3 separate regions of the Anser cygnoides genome follow, and all the other regions are linked to region 3. Evidence: chromatin contacts called from public Hi-C data. All regions are on one chromosome and are shown on one strand. The core of a region is the stretch at or near the end of the contact, and the rest is flanking DNA. Distances in the headings are between cores, read along the strand shown.

Evidence for each region. Hi-C and Micro-C count contacts between places; a contact is called where the count stands out from the background.
Region 1: a contact with region 3 is called in a Hi-C map of liver, with 5 times the contacts expected there. The contact joins two enhancer-like sites. A contact is called at or near these places in 2 of 7 Hi-C or Micro-C datasets (both in liver).
Region 2: a contact with region 3 is called in a Hi-C map of liver, with 4 times the contacts expected there. The contact joins two enhancer-like sites. A contact is called at or near these places in 2 of 7 Hi-C or Micro-C datasets (both in liver).

What each region holds. Positions count from the first base shown.
Region 1 is chr2:54,689,537-54,692,940 of Taihu_goose_T2T_genome, reverse strand. All of the region lies in intron 3 of LOC125182079 (a long non-coding RNA gene), which reads left to right. Among named protein-coding and RNA genes, the nearest start is that of ATXN1, 33 kb to the right of the region's middle. Within about 2 kb of position 2,095, at least 2 of the 3 cell types and tissues checked have open chromatin away from gene starts, as enhancers often do. A contact at or near this core is called in liver, where this site is marked.
Region 2 is chr2:54,713,501-54,716,965 of Taihu_goose_T2T_genome, reverse strand. The region is part of intron 3 of LOC125182079 (a long non-coding RNA gene); the gene reads left to right. Among named protein-coding and RNA genes, the nearest start is that of STMND1, 53 kb to the left of the region's middle. Within about 2 kb of position 1,350, at least 1 of the 3 cell types and tissues checked has open chromatin away from gene starts, as enhancers often do. A contact at or near this core is called in liver, where this site is marked.
Region 3 is chr2:54,555,824-54,559,146 of Taihu_goose_T2T_genome, reverse strand. The region is part of intron 4 of ATXN1 (ataxin 1); the gene reads left to right. Among named protein-coding and RNA genes, the nearest start is that of ATXN1, 100 kb to the left of the region's middle. Within about 2 kb of position 1,821, at least 2 of the 3 cell types and tissues checked have open chromatin away from gene starts, as enhancers often do. A contact at or near this core is called in liver, where this site is marked.

The DNA of each region.
Region 1 (3,404 bases), core at 846-3,345, 130 kb before region 3:
TCTCCTTTTTTAGTAAGACTACTAAGGATGCTCTCAGCCTCCTTATTTCCTCATCACCCACCGTATGCCTGCAAAGGGCTGTCCTGCTTCAGATCTCCTGGCACAGTTTCCTTGTCTGATCAGCCCCTAAATCTGTTTCTGCTTAAGCAATGTAGTTGTAAAAAATAACCTCTGATACAAGTATCGAAGATGGGGAAGGAAGATCATCCGAACTGAATTGCACACGGGGCAGGTAGGTGCGTATTCACCCTGGCAGGCACACGTCGGACAGGGACAAGCAGCCCGTGGGGGCTCAAGGTGCAGGAGTCTCTTTGCCTGACCCCGGGACAGGCAGAGCAGCACGCCTGACCCCAGCCTTTGTTTTCTGCCGCAAGTACCTGGAGTTTTTAGCTGGTTTCAGTAGAGCCTGTTTTGCATAAACCACTTCTGTTTTCCCATTACTCATACGTCCCTTTGTTAATAACATAATGTAAATAATTCTGGGCTGGATTTGGCATTCATTTAAACAGGTGTAACACTAAAGCAGTTGTAATTGGTTTCAGCGTTCCCAGCCTTCTCTCTGGCTGCGCTTTCTAAAGGAGTTTACTGGGTTTTGCTTTTGAAGGCTTGTTACCATAATTCACCCATCAGTCTGCTGCTTTTAATGTTAATTCAGTTTCAGAGCTCGGTAGGAGGCAGGATGAAATGTTTCAGGCTGCGTCCTAAGGTTATTCTTCGAGTGGACAGTGTTTTAACTGGATGTGACGGGCATTGGCAAAAAGATGTTTGTGATATTTATAGTCCTCAGGAATCTGTATGAAAGGGAAAAAATGATTATCTGGATTCTGTATAAATACCACATCCAAAGCACACCTGTCTTCTGCCATGTGGGCCAGCTAATTGGTTTTTGATCTATTTTTACTGTTCTTAGCTGAAAGGCAATTTTTTTGTTAAGTTTCACAGAAAGCTCTAGAGCTGTTTTAGGGTTTTGTAGCTGTGAAAAATAGCCACGGTTCTGTTTTTTAAAAAGCATTCTCAAGGAATAATTACAATGATTGAGCGTGCTGCTTAAAAAAAAAAAACAGAAGCGTGTACATTTTTCATAGCTACACAACTCTAAAACGGCTTTGTGGGTTTCTTCACATATTCAGGAAACTTAAAAATAAAAAGGAGCAAATCTAGCTCTGAGCTTGGCAACAGCTGAAGTTTATATTTCACAAGTATCTGAAAATGGGTTCCTCCCCATTTGCAGACGCAGATGCCAAACTTTTAAACTGACAGTGCAAAGTTTATATTGCAAGCTTTGTAAAGGAGCAAAGCAGCATTTTTTTTTCCTGCTCTGCGCCAGTCCTGCAGTTCTGCATGGCTAGTTGGAGAGTTATTATTATTGTTTATGAATTCCTTGCCTTGCGGTCGTGCATAACAGCAAGTCGGCATTGTTGAATCGGGAACTGTAGACATGCAAATAGCAGAAAGGTTGCCCCTGCTGCTTAACTTTTGGCAGTATTTTGTATTCTGTTCCTGTCTGTATTAAAACACAGAATGCATTGAATGGGCCAAGCCCTGAAATCCTTATTTGGTTATTAAGAGGAGAGAGAAAGGGCTGTGATTCATTAGGAAGGGGATGAATAAGAGGCGGCGGAGAAGGTCTGTGGAAGGTAGTTTGGGAGCTGCCGTTGCCTTGTCTCATGACCCAGCGACACGGGGGTCATCTGGGCACGGCGAGGTGGCTCCTTCAAAAGTGATGCATGAGATGTTCCTCACGCTGGGGCAGACACAGGAGCAGCGTGAGGAGGTGGCTGCTGCTTACGTGGTGTATCCAATGCGTGTGCAGGGTTAATGGCCTCCTGGTAAATGCTCGCCCCGGCAAAGGCGACTTGGGTAGAAGTCATTGCATGGGATGCTCCTGAAACCAGCTGTGGAGAAAGATTATCTTTTTAATCTCCTTTTTAATGAAAGGCCAGGGTTTCTGGGGTTATATATTAGCTCAGACAAAAGGGGTGCGGGAAGGGGAACAAAACCTGCTGTTTGAGCATTAGACCAGGTCACTAATCCCGCTGCAGTATTTCGCCTGGAGCAGCAGGAGTTACAGATGTTTGTTTGCATCATCCCAGGATAGTCTCTGATGATGGTGGTTTGGGTTGCTGTAATCCCACAGAAATTATACTTTGGCTTCAATACTTTGGCTTGCCCGGGCATGACTGATCATTATCTGCTCTTCGAGATTAGCTGAAAGTGCCTGGCTAAACGCTGTGAACTTTGTGGTAGAGGAGGGTGAATCTGGGGGCTGGGCCTCCAAGAATATTACATTAAAAAGCTGGTACGTTTGTTCCCCCGTGGCCACCAGCGCAAAAGAAAGCAGAGGAGAGCCGAGCACAGCTAGGCTGGTTTGCTGGGGATATATTCAGGTGCTTAACTCACTGCACAGGCCACCACGGCCCTGGTAGGCAGCGTTTCAGCAAAGGCCAGTGAGTGCTGCAAACGACGTCGGGAGGAGAGTTCGTTCCCTTCTGCCTGCTTTTTAGGTTAAAAAGGAGATGATGCTGGAGGGGTAGCGTCCGCGTGGTGCTCCCCACACCTCGCGTCCTGCAGACCTCCAGGATAATTTTAGCGCGAGCCTCCCCGAGCACCGTCCAGCTCGTCTGTTTACAGAGTCACAAAGTCTCTTCTCATTATTTTGCAGGGATCAGAGGGGACAAAAGTTTAAATATTAGCTCAGCTATTTAAACCCTGTGCAATGCCAGTCTGCTTGGCACACAGTGTTGAATCTAGTGATAAGATATTCAGCCGACTGATGGCCCTCACGGCATTGAAAGAAGAAATATGCTGATAAATTTCGATGTGAGGGGTAGGAGGAGCAAAACCACTGAGAAGTTTTATGACAATTGCAAATCACAGAATCTGCCAAAAACCTGTGCTTAGAATACGTTGTTGCTCTCCAGTAAGCTCTGATTTCCCAGAAACTTCTGGAGGATTCCTAGATAAGTGGTATTGCAGATGAAGTATGGAAAAAAAAAAACTCCAGCAAAAGCTTCGTGTGTGAAAATATTTTCTGTTGTATAGTTGCGTTTTTGTCCACTAGATGGCTTTTCCCCCCTGCCTGCGACCTGATAGGGTTACAATTGTTTGGTTCAGATTGCTCTGTCTAAAGCAATGTTATCTGTGGCTTAATTCAGACACTGGTAACTGGTAAATTTTGGTCAAAAATTTCTAATTAAATACTGCATGCAGGGTTTATGTATCCCGTGATGTAGATTTTCCTACTTGGAGCAAAGTCTCCTGTACATTGGCACGGAGGAAAATTCAAGTTAAGATGTTTTTAGCAAAAATGTTTGCCAGAAAACAGTGTTTGCTGATGATACGAAATTAATAAAGACCACAGAGCACATTCTGTGGTTATTAAGTCTTCAACACTGACATTGAAA
Region 2 (3,465 bases), core at 101-2,600, 160 kb before region 3:
GTACAAATTGTGTTGGACATGCTATCCCAGAGTGTAGGGTCAGATCTGGTGAAGATCTGTAGGCACTTCGAGATAGGGGGTATTTGCTGTCATTCTCAAGGGCAAAGCAAAGTGACTGATGGGATTGCCAGGAACACTGGTTACAGCTTCAGCTATCAGAATACCTTTTAAAATCTGTCCCTTATCCAAAATAGACCAGAAAAGCAAAAAGAACTGGAGAAAAATGTCTGCAACCCTGTTTTTTCCCAGAGGGCCTCAAAGGAGAAAGTGACTTTCCCAGAATTAGATAGAGAATCTGAAGCAGTGCTGGACTTTGAACCCAGGTCTCCCAGTATGTTGCCATAAATACAGGACACAGAAACGCTTTTGGACAATGAACAGGAAAATGGGTCAAAAATAAAATTCAAGGTAATTTTCAGGTGTGTATGAGAAAATACTTGCAGATGTGTCCTTTCGTTCATTCCTCTCTGTCAGTACTATGTGTTGCATTTGCAGCTCTGTAATAGCTGAAAGATTTAAATAGCTATATATGATTTATTAATTTATTTAGGTAACTCCCTCTGGTACAATTCATGTAGTTGTGCATTTTTATATTCCAGTAAGTCAGCGAAATGCAATGTGTTGATGCTCAACTCGAATGTAAGCAAATAAACATTGTGTAGAGACCCACTTCTTTTGATTAGGTCACGCTTTAATTAAGTTTTCTGTATGTCTTCGTACCTCTCCCTGGACGTTATGGCCGGCAGCAGGCTTTTAATACTGCCGCGATTTGGCACTGAGACTCCTGGGCCACCGCCAGTCCTTGTGCACAAAGGCTGCGTTGATAGACTTGTGATAAGGACTCAGCAGGAGATAAGGGTTATGCTTTGGCCCAATGGCTCGACCTTGCTCTCGTTGAGCGAGCAGCAAGAGCCTTATTGATCACAAAGAGAGCGGGACGCGTTAATGCCTTTTCATTCTCCAGCGCTGCGTGGAGGCAGATGGGAGGGACTGCTTGTGGTGCTGCTGAGTGCAGTTTGTTGATATACAGGTGCCTGTTCTTGCGAGAATCAGGCCTTCTTTTGGCACGGCAGCTTTATGTATCCATGTTTTGTGTGTGAACGCAATGTTTGTCAGGCACTAGTTTGGCAGTGCTGGAGACAGCAGCTCTCCGTGCACTGGGTGTCTGGCTTGGTGGTGCTGAATCGATGAGCTACGTTGCGATGCGTGCCAGTGTATCAGAAGGCAGGTCTGAGACATTGGTGAGTGTTCACCAAGCCTGTTAATCCTCTCAGGCTGTAGCCACACAGTTGAGTTTGGTATTCTCATCACCTAAATTCCTAAATGTACTTCTGAGGCACATTCCCTTCTAACGCAAGCTGCCCAAACATCTGTGGCGAGACTAAGGAAAACATGGAGAAAAAGACCCGAAGATGAATATTTCAGCAGAAACGTGGGAAGGAATGCAATGTAGCTCACGCAAAACCTTCTGTAGTGTATGCCATAAATTAACACAATATAAATTTATACATATTTACACCACATAGACTAAAATATATAAATCCTCAATACTCAGCCTTCTGTAGTAGGTGTAAGCAAGCAGTCCATATGCTTAGCTGATTTCTGGGGAGCTCTAGGGAACAAAATGTATCTTTGTGGAACTTATGATATTAAGGAGATTATAAACTAGGGTAATCAGTGAGGCTCACAAAATGGGTTGTCTTTTCTGCAGGCTGAAAACAAGCAGCAAATTCCCAATTTGCTATCTAAGGTTCTAACTCAGCCAGGTGCTAAAATACACATGTAACGTTTAAACGCATGAATAGTCCTATTGATGTTGAAGGCCTAAAGATCAATCCATTGCTCGCTGGATTTTCCTGGCTTCAGGCTCTATGAGTCTATTTTCCTCTCGAATTTGTGTACTTTCATTGCAAAATACAAGCTTGTAACATCTCATTAGGTACCAGATGTTTCCTTTTCCACCACTTCACACCAGCTATTCTAAACCAGTAACATGTATCCCTCTTTTGTACAGCTTTGCAGTGAAGAATCTGATCTCTAACATTTGTTCTGTTGCTGCTGTTTTTAAATGAGAGAGAAAAAAATTTGGTATGTGTTTAAAGTATGGGACCTGTAGTCCAAATGTCATGATTCTCTTTCAGCAATACCATATTTTCTAGGGATTAGGGGAATTGCATGATTCATGAGCAATCTCATATGATTTTTGTCTGAAATGCTGGAAAAACTTCTACTTCACAGAGGTGCTAAGAGAGGGAAGGTGAGGGTAACAGGAGAGTAAAATGGAGGAATTGTTTGTAAGCTTTATGACAAACTGTCCTGCCACATGCTGTTTTGCACAGGGACGGTGGGTTTATTTGCACCCTCTGATTTTGGCCACCTGTCACAGGAGGAGTCTAGATAGCCTTTGGAGAGGGAAGGAAGCCCTTCCAAAGCACTGTAGGGTTTTCTGGTGCTATTGTATCAGTACACCCTCTTCTTCACGTCAAGGTCCTAATCCCCCAGCCATTTGCAAATGGCTCCAGAAGTACCTCATCAGGCCCAAACCCACAAGCCACACCACTGAGGTGATGCACCCCAAAGAGACGCTTAATGTGCTTAATCAGCACAGAGGGGTGCAGCCAAGGTTCAGTGGGCACTGAGGTCTTAATGTGTATATGCAAGGACTGTACCTTGCTCTGTGGCTCTACTCCTGGGAGAAACTCCTAGCAAAAATATGAGGAGATAGCAGCAAAAGCTAGAAGAGGCTGGGTTAATGTCAGCCACTCTATGGTGAAATTTCATTAAATATATGGGCACAGAACCTGTAACTGATCATTTTTGTTTTCCCAACTTCTTGTGGACATAAGTGCTTGGCTGCAGCTGGGAAGGAATCAACTGGAGGGGTCAGGAGACAGAGCAATCTGGTCTTTTGATCACTTAGGTCACCGTATCGACAAATTCATATTGGGTCAGTGTTGTGCTATCTGAGCAGTCCTGGGGTGGTGTCATCAGCCTTTGACCTCCGGTGGAATTGCTAGCAAAAATGGTCACAGACTTGGAGGTTCTTGCAGGACAGAGATATTATCCTTGTCAGTTGAACTAACAAGTTGTTTTTTTTTTAATGTCAGTGCTTGAATGAGGTGTCTCTGGTAACGCGTTTTGGTCAGACTGACCACTAGAGATCAATTTACAAGTACCCTTACAAATAAAGTGATAGGAGTGGACAAGTTTGATGCATTGTGTGCGTTGTGTCTAACTGTGAATGCAAACTTCCTCGAAGGAAAGTAAACAGCACCCAATGAAAATGCAAGAAAATACTAAGGTGGTACATCTTTTAAGTATATTATGGCAAAGCAGTTATTGCTTATTAAAAAAAAAAAAAAAAGGAATTATCTTTGATGTCACTTCAGGGGTATTAATGGATTCCAGGAGGGATGAATTGCAACTCTGCAGTCTTGGGGTTGGGCTTCCAGCTGGCTGAATACA
Region 3 (3,323 bases), core at 572-3,071:
TGCTTGTGGTTGCCTTTTTGACGCTATGATTTTTCTGCTCTCGTTAAAGATGACCAATGTGTGTCTGTTTGTGTATAGGGAGAAGACTGAGTGATGTGCAGCAAATATATCCACTGTGTGTATGTGACAGTAAAATTCTGCCTGAGGACAAGAAGGTGATCTGTCCTTCAGGTTATGGAGTTACACTCTGCAAAATCAAGTGTTTTAAAAGTCAGCATTTAAAATGGCCTTGCCCTTAGAGACATCTCAGGACACGCAGCTACAGCATATGTATTTGTAAGATTCAGCATCTGATCTGTGCTTTAGAAACCTCATATAATTTCCATGCTAGTGCTAGGGTCTCGTCTGCATTTCACAACCGTGTCTGTTAAGGTCAGAGGCATTGAATCTGGTTAGTCCTGGCCTGATTTCCAGAGCATGCAAGTCATCTGCAACCCTTCACGTTACCTTAATGGGCCTCTGGGTGCACGCAGCACTACTGTGAAGGAGGCCAGCTATGTAGGTCCCGAAGTATGGATTGGTACCTAATTTAATGTATCCAGGGGTGAAAATGTCGGCTTGGTGTTCTCTCTCCCTGGGACTCCTATTCCAAGTATTGCTCTTTGTATTTGAGACAGGAACCGTCATTTGCTGTATGCCTGTACAGGAGCCAAGTAGGTCAGTGCCTCTAGGTATTGCTGTACATTATCTCTTCCCCCATGTGTGAGTTACCACCTTTTATTGAATCTTACTATAGGTGTCTTTGCCGAAGCATTTTAGTGGGGCTTCGCTCGGTCTACCCTTGTCCTAAGTGCTGTTCAAAACCCTGGATGAGCAAAGGTGGGTAGAGCAAGCTCCAGCTCTCTAACAGTTTCCTGTAAGCGGGAATCAAGGAGTTTCCCCTTCCAGAAGACCTCGGCCAGAAGAGGCACCATTGCAAATGCACCCAAGAGACCGACTCTGGGCCTAAGCTATACATAGACCCGCTGTGACCTAGGCTGATTCGTGGTTCAGTCTAGCTCTCATTTTGCTCAATTTCACTCTTAAGTGGCTCATCTTTATCCTCTTTTTCCCAGACCTTCTGCTGAATTGATCTCTTCCACTCTGAATGTGTCGTCTCACGTTACGCTCCCAAACCAGCTGTAGGGGAGGGAACGACCCAGCGGCTGTCCATTTGCACATCTTCCACTGGGACGCCTTAGCTTGCCGTCTGCGTCTGCCAGGTCTGTTTCAAGGCAAAGGAAACTAAAATAGCTTAAAACACTTATCACTGTTGGAGGTGAACACGTGACTGCGCCTCAAACTGAACCGCCACCAAAGGCTTACTGAAATAACATGTGGTCTGCTGCCATCTGCTTACAACTCTTGCTCCCACCCTCCGTTGCTCTTGTCACTTCAGGCTGCTGCAAGCTCTTCAAACCAAAGGCTGTTGTGTCTTTGCAAAGGGTATGCTGCTGTGGCACCTCCTCCACCCCATCTTGCTTAGCACTCAGTTCCCACTGTGATACAAATGATAGTGATAGAGTTGATAGTTTTATAATGTAGTCTTAATGGGGATGTGGGTTGGACCGAACAGGAGTGTCATTTTTGTGGTATCTGCCCAGTTGTAACTCATCCCTAACATGAATTTGTTGACAATCCTCGGATCTCAGGTATTGATCGATGATGTAAGTGCCCTATACTAGGACAGATGATGTAATTCTTACCAAGTTACTAAAGACAGTGACCTTGAGACAGATCAGATGGTTGAGCAGCATAGATGGGTCACTGATTACAGACTGTCCTTGTTTTAAAGCTGAACTGTCATCTGTTAATTATTAGGGAGGAATAACTATCACGAAATGCCACTGTGTCACAAAAGATGCAGAGTTTATTGACTTTTACCGGTATTTACATACTCTTGTTTTGACAGGTGACTTTTGATAGTTCTGCTGCCTTGTTACTTTGGCTGTCATTACAATTTAAGTTGGAGTAGCCTAAAAGCTGACTTTTGTGAGTCCAAGCAAATTGTTTCTGATAACAAGTCACATTTAAAAAAAAAAAAAAAAGTAAAACAGAAGTTGCTGTGATATGAAAAAAAAAATTAGTAAATGGGAAAAACAGGTACGGCACAGCTTTGCCAATGGGGAAACCTCCATCTTCCCTGCCCCCCAACTACAATTGGCTTGCATATACGTTAGAATAAGAGGTAGCATCACTTTTCATTTGAATACTTGATAAAATAAAAAATGTGATAAGCATCAACCAGCTTTTGCTTTTAGATAAACAGTAGGCAGAACTCGAGAAAGGTCATGGAGGAAAAAGAATTAAAACCACTTGCTATGATTGCTAATAACATGGTTGAGAAAAAGGCATATTTTTATCTCAGTGGAAACAAGCTCTGAGACACCCCAGAGCAAGCATAAGAAACAGTCAGTTATGACAAGCATGGATCCCGAAAAGAAGGAATAGAGAGGTTTGAAAAGACAAATGATTGAAGAGCTATTTTTAGTTCTACTGTTGGTATTTTCTTCCTAACAACTAGTGCATTTCTGGCCTAGCATTTGCTGTTTAGTATCAGGATTTGGGTTGGGTTTTTTTGTTCCTCTCTTCTTAGTATACTGGCACATTTGCAAGATTAGTATGAAACTGAGGAACGTGCCGAAGACTTGTCCTTAAGCAGATCTGTACTGAAAGCAGTGGTAGAAGTTAATCATTTGTATGAATTTGTGGTCTAATAAAGACTATGAAAGACTGATAAGATCAATTAATTGCTGCAATGAATTGATCTTAGGAAATCATAGACTTATAGACACCTCGGTACGATTCTGTATTTTCCACTTCTTTTTGTGGCAGAAGTTTCTCTGGTAGCTTGTGTTTGAAACTAATGAATAATATGGACTAGAATTTCTCTTTCTGAGTTCTGGGAATGTGTGCTTTGTATTGTTGAAATACATTTCACTATTTTGTGGACTTTTCAGGTCTTCTCCTACAGTGTTTGCCTATGGATATTGCTGCATAATGCCTGGGGACTCCTAATGTGCAAGATCCTAGAGACTGTTAAAAGCAGTTAAGATGTAAAAAACTGTCCAGTTCTTTATGTGCAAAGGGCATTGAAATCCTTCGGTCTGTGTCTTAGTGAGAATTTCAGGTTTCAGTGGGATGAAATAAGAACTTTTATGGACGTGTTCCCTTCAACAATATTTCTTAAGTGTGCAATAAATCTAGATGTGTATAATTGAAATTGTGGGAAAATCTTGAAAACAAGGAAATTATTTTAATCAGTTAGTGCCAAAGTAAACACAAAATCTGTCTCTCTGAGTCTCTGGCCCAGAGATTAAGCATGTGGCTTCATTTTTAAGCAA